Regions from separate parts of the Mus musculus genome. Here region 2 is linked to region 1. The links are chromatin contacts, called in public Hi-C maps. All regions are on one chromosome and are shown on one strand. Each heading gives the region's core, a stretch centred on a gene start, on an enhancer-like site or on the middle of the called end of the contact. The rest is flanking DNA. Distances are from core to core; before and after follow the strand shown.

Region 1 (3,255 bases), core at 172-2,671:
GTTTCTGCAATAGACAAAGGAAGAAGACAGCTTTGCTCCTCCATGTGCTGCCGAGTTTCCCCCACACCATCCTGAAGACAGTCTCTGACCTATTGATTTCTCTACTTTTGGTTGAAAAGGCAACTTCTTCCCTGTACTGAGCAAAGACTGTTGGTATTTGCCTAGCAGTTACCGCCAGCTCCCTGACTGCCCCTCTCTGTAGCTGACGTCCTCTCTGTTAGAAAGGCTTTTCTGACCTCATACAAAAACCCAAGTCAATCAAGATTTGTACCCACTGACTCAGCAGTAGCAGAAGGAACTGTTTCAGGTCAGGACAGAGTCAATAGTGTCTTCATCTCTCCTCTTCCTGCTCCCCAGCTAAGCTTCTTCCCCTGTTCTCCTTCCCGCCACCAGAACTGGTGTGGAGTCAAAGCATCAACATTCCTGTGGGAATCTGGGATGGAATGGCATGTCAAATTTCTTTATTGATCCTAACCTAATAGACCAATGAGAGACATAGTTTGGGGGGCACCCCTTAAGTCAGAGACCTTCCAATACCTCCTACTTTATATGTTAAGTTACAGGGAAGTTGTAAATGATCTCTGCTTACTGAAGATTTTAGTCTATGAGATGAGTGGAAAATCTATGTTAATGGTAGAAAAATAGCCAAATATATTTTGTGTATTGACATAGGAGCTACATAGAATTAAGAGACTCAAAGGTAGGGCCATATGGTTGAACTATAGAAAGAATAAGGAATCATAGTTGAGCATGGTGGTATGCATCAATAACTCTAGAACTTAGAACTAAGAAAACTGCAAGTTCTCGGACAGCTTAGGTCACAGACAGCTTGGGCGATATAGAAAGACCTTGTCTCAAACAAAAATAGATGGGTGGATAGATAGGTAGATGGATGGATGGACGATTCAAGCTCCCTGGGCAGGATGGATTCAGGTTGTGAGACTGTGAGGGAGGACTTTCACTAAAGGCACAGGCTATCTGCTTATGCAAATGAGTGTCGTGGGAAATGGCCACCTGTGTCTGTCTAAGCAGCTGTCACAATCTTCGTCACTGCTTCCTGTGGGAAGATCCTTCCTAGACAGAGAGGGGAGGGCATCAGAGGAAAATGTTTCTGTCTGGACTATCTATTTACTTTACTAATGTAAATAGATGTGGGTGTTTTTTTTTTCCACGAAAGAACATAGTTTCAGAGGAATTCCTTTGTCTGCACAAGTCTGTCATTTCTCTGAAAAACGAATTAAAAATGTGGTAAATGAAGACATTTGGGGCAGAAAATTTGCTTTTTTTTCCCCCAATGACTGGTCTGAAACAATGAATTGGATAAAAAAAAAAATCTGACGTTAAAATATGCTATGTGTGTAGTTCTAAGAGGAATTCAGCCATAGAGAAAAAGCTTCTCTTGGATTCCAGGGTAGTGAGTCTTGCTGGTCCAGCCCTTGGGGGAAGGCAGACTCAACCATGAAGGCAACTGTCTGTTCTTAGACTCCTGTTATCCCCAGAATTTCAGAGACACAAATGCCACTGTTGCTGTCTCACTAGGTGCTGATGAGGATCACAGTGGAACAGCAGTAGACCAGGCAACATTAGATGTGAGTCCTTTCCAGACTTGGAGTTTGTCCTGATGATTTTATCCTGAACTCCTCTGACTGGACCACAGTTCACCCTGGACTGGTGCTGAGCATACTTGGAAAGCTGAGTCTGGAGCAAGGCCAAAGGAGGAAGGTTTTCAACACAGTTCAGCATCTCCAACAGTAAGAGACCAGGAGAAGGAGGCAGGGGAGGCAGTCCAAAGGAGAGTCAGAGACAGAAGAAGGTGCCTAATATGCCTCTGTTTATGGCTTTCTGTTCAGAGGTTGGAATCGTCAGCATTCACTTTTAGTGTTTGTAACTGTGTAGTACATCGTATGAATGAACCCCAGTACATGAGAGATTCATGGTTATGGTTAGAAGAAAGACTGTGGTCAAGGAGCCCAGGTAAGTATGAATAGAGGATCCGGCATGTCGATTATTGAGATGAAATTGGCATTATGTGGTCCAGAGGTAGTTATTCTGGAGGTCAAGGGTCTTGAGAGCTTTAACGTATTCATTAAAATTTACACCCAAGTCCCCAGATACTGGCGAGAGGATGTGAAGAAAGAGGAACACTCCTTCATTGCTGGTGGGATTGCAAGTTGGTACAACCACTCTGGAAATCAGTCTGGTGGTTCCTCAGAAAACTGGACATAGTACTACCAGTAGATCCAGCAACACCTCTCCTGGGCATATACCCAGATATTCCAACTGGTAATAAGAACACATGTTCCACTATGTTCTTAGCAGCCCTATTTATAAGCCATATAAAGCCCTACTTATAATTCCAGAAGCTGGAAAGAACCCAGATGTCCCTCAACAGAGGAATGGATACAGAAAATGTGGTACATTTACACAATGGAGTACTACTCAGCTATTAAAAAGAATGAATTTATGAAATTCTTGGACAAATGGATGAATCTGAAGGATATCATCCTGAGTGAGGTAACCCAATCACAAAAGAAGTCACTTGATATGCACTCACCTCTGATAAGTGGATATTAGCCCAGAAACCTAGAATACCCAAGATACAACTTCCAAAACACAAGAAAATCAAGAAGGAAGACCAATGTGTGGATACTTCATTCCTCCCTAGAATAGGGAATAAAATATCCATGAAAGGAGTTGCAGAGACAAAGATTGGAGCTAAGACGAAAGGATAGACCATCCAGAGACTGCTCCACCCAGGGGTCCATCCCATAATCAGCCACCAACCGTAGACACTATTGCATATGCCAGCAAGATTTTGCTAAAAGGACCCTGATATAGCTATCTCCTGTGAGGCTTTGCCAGTGCCTGGCAAATACAGAAGTGGATGCTCACAGTCATCTATAGGATGGAACGCAGGGCTCCCAATGGAGGAGCTAGAGAAAGTACCCAAGAGCTGAAGGGGTCTGCAACCCTATAGGTGGAACAACAATATGAAATAATCAGTACCCCCAGAGCTCGTGTCTATAGCTGCATATGAGGCAGAAGATGGCCTACTTGGCCATCATTAGGAAGAGAGGGACCTTGGTATTGCAAACTTTATATGCCCCAGTATAGGGCCAAGAAGTTGGAGTGAGTGGGTAGGGGAGCAGGGCGGGGTGGGGGGAGGGTATAGGGGACCTCTGGGATATAATTTTAAATGTAAATGAAGAAAATATCTAATAAAAAATACAGTTTGCTTCTCTCTTGGTGTATGGC
Region 2 (2,974 bases), core at 466-2,965, 140 kb after region 1:
TCAGATGACAGATGAACTCTTCCCACCTATGAACCTACTGTATTGCCTGTCCCACAGGCTTACTTCACCCTCACTCAAAGCTGTCTTTTGTGGTACTTCCTAATGTATTTTGATAAACTGAAGCTTTCCAAAGGACCCGTGGGTGCCTCTGTGGTTCTAAGTGACAGAACTAATATTGAACTCTAACCCTCCTATTTGAGCCCAAGCTCTGGATCACCAGGATTGATTAGCATCAAGCCTAGACTTCATAGAATAACCCAGAAAACCCACCGCAGGGCTTCTGTTCATAACTTCTGTATTTGGCCATAAGTCTTGAAAACTTCCTTTAAATGCTTCAAAACAAAATTCGTAAGTCCCCTTCCGTGAAAGGTAAGACCCTCTGCTTCATGTTCCTACACACCGGTTCACATCTTCTGGAACCATCTACACGATCCCAGTATAATCATAACCCAAAGGAGATGCTATTGTCCAGGCTCAGAGCTGGCCTGCCTCTCATCCCCCTGTATCTGGTTAGAAATGACAGTGTGTCCTTTCCCCACCTGCCAGGCCACTCCTTCTTGGATGTTCCAATCTCACACTGATTACACACTTCACGGAAGCTATACACATTTATGCCCACAGTATCTTCAAGGATTCATGGATGATTCTCCCTTCTTGATTCCTCACACCAGACTCTGAACATAACAGCCAGCATGCACTAGTCAGACTTGAACAGGACCTCACTCACTCCTGTATCCAGAAACATGAGGCTTATTAACTCTAACAGTAAGAGACTTGTTCTTAATGTGTTAAGAATATTGCTTATTCTTATTGCTTATTATTCTTATTGTGTTAAGAATAATGTGTTATGAATATTGCTTTGGACACATTCACCACCCAGGGAAACCTGCACATCAGCAGACAGGCTAAGGATAGCTCAGTGTGGCTGCAGGAACTTTCTCACCTGTCACCTCTAGAAACAGGCTAACAGGTTGTTCCTTTAAGAATGCCTCTAATGATTTTATGCTTTGGGTCCTAAAGCTGGGACATGAGTCCCTGTGGGGACCTTGCTAAGCTACTTTTGAAAAGACTGGTTCCGTTTGTCCATCCAATCATCTGTCATGGAGCCAAACCTGGAATGTTTGCTCAGAGCATGTGTTATGAACTACTAAACACACATTTGCATACTGTTGAATCTCACCCAGAAGTTGTTTCCCATGAAGGGGGCTCTGGACAAGATGTCTGCAGTACCCTAAAATCCATGTTACTAACTTGCTAGTCTTCATTGAGGTGATATCAGGGAAGGCCACCTTGGGAGGTGATAGTCATGAGAATGGAACCTTACTAGTTGAGCCTTATAATAGGGACTCTAGTGAGCTCTCATGCCTTCTTTCCATTCTGTGAAAAGAAGAAGGCAGCCTGTATATTGGGGAGCAAGCCCTCACTGTACTGGACATAGACCACACTGTAACGAGCCTTAGGGTTCTGGGCAATACAACTCTCTTGTTAATAGGCCACTGGGTATGGTGTTTAGTTGGAGTAGCCCACACCAAAGCAGCAAAGACATCTGACTTGTGCCTCTTACAGCTCACCTGGGGAAAGAAGTCTATTCATAGTTAGTTAAATGAATTAAGCAGATGAATGAGGAGATACGCGGTGGAGTGACACAGAGATATGCAAACAAGGACAGTAACCTTAAGAGCAGTTGCCCAACTCATGTTTAAGATAAACAAAGGACTGTTGACTGCGAACCCTGGGAAATATTCTGTACAAAAATCCGATACTCTGCTCTTATCTGTTTTCCCCTCCTGCTGTCTGGAATGTGGACAAGTTGACTGTAGCTCAAGCATCCAATCTGGATTGGGATATATGGGAAGTAGACCAGAAAGCAGGAGCCTAGGTCTTTCCGGCTTAGAGGCACAACCATAGTCAGTCTGGGTTGTTTCCTTTCACCTTGTTGGGGGGGAGGGGGGGGACAAATGTTTTGGGTTGGGCCCATTGTTAATTTGGGCTTCTAGCTACTACCAGGAAGGATTGTTACTAATCTTGTTGCTGCCTGATATCAGTAACACTGTGGACTACTGCTTTTTCCCTAAATTAAATATTTGTCATCTGCCGAGTCATGCTGATTAGTGGGACAACAGAGGCTACTCCGCAGTCTGGGGCATTCCTGTCCTCCACACCACATTTCGCCCTGGGTGGGGGGTGACCACAATAGAAGGCAGGACATTTTGCAGCTGAATAAGCAAACGGTCCAATCCGTCTCGTTTCTGTTCTGGTTTCTCAGGGCCTATTTCTGGCTTTTGTTCTGCACCATTAAATACTAATGAAAACTCCATCAATCTTCTGGCCCACACAGAACCCAGAACTCTACCAGCCAGGGCATCTGTCTCTTTGCTGAAGCAATAGAAACAGTCACAACGACACACTCTCCCCGCTAATGACAAGGCACATTTTTTTTTCAAATGACTGACTGCATTTAGTAGGGTTTCCTCCCCCACACAATTCCTGCTATTTCTAACACAGATCAGAAGATCAGGGTATTCTGGGAGGACACAGAGCCCTCTTTGGCCACAACTCAGATCACTTGAAGCTGACTCTCGGAAACTCTGTGAATCTCGGTCGCCAGTGCCTTCTGCTTCCTGAATGCTGGAAGCAAAAATTTTGTAAAACATTGTTGTTCTAAGCAAACTACCTTAAGTTCCAGAACACCTACACTCTTAAAGGAAGGAAGCCACAAAAGGCCCTGCTCTCAGGTCCCCAGACAATAGCCACAGAACTTTTCTCAGGATTTTATGTAACACAGTTAATCTGTACTTAAAATCTAAATTCTTACTGTGTATTACATTGTAAGTGTTTAAATGTAAATTTATGAGTCACAGTAATCACTGTGGATATAGTCATTACTTGCTCCTAAGGGCCCTTTTCACTCATTGTAACACAAAATATGGCAGTAAGTGGGTAACATGAAATCACACTGAAGTAGTCCAGACTG

What was found. A called contact is a pair of places that touch in the nucleus more often than the background predicts.
Region 2: a Hi-C map of the AML12 cell line shows a contact between it and region 1, with 1.9 times the contacts expected there. The contact joins two enhancer-like sites. A contact is called at or near these places in 2 of 484 Hi-C or Micro-C datasets (the AML12 cell line and beige adipocytes).

The regions. Positions count from the first base shown.
Region 1 is chr13:31,392,315-31,395,569 of GRCm38.p6, forward strand. All of the region lies in intron 4 of G630018N14Rik (a long non-coding RNA gene), which reads right to left. Among named protein-coding and RNA genes, the nearest start is that of G630018N14Rik, 15 kb to the right of the region's middle. Within about 2 kb of position 1,422, at least 2 of the 459 cell types and tissues checked have an H3K27ac peak or open chromatin away from gene starts, as enhancers often do. A contact at or near this core is called in the AML12 cell line, where this site is marked.
Region 2 is chr13:31,529,631-31,532,604 of GRCm38.p6, forward strand. No RefSeq gene overlaps it. Among named protein-coding and RNA genes, the nearest start is that of Foxq1, 27 kb to the right of the region's middle. Within about 2 kb of position 1,716, at least 30 of the 459 cell types and tissues checked have an H3K27ac peak or open chromatin away from gene starts, as enhancers often do. A contact at or near this core is called in the AML12 cell line, where this site is marked.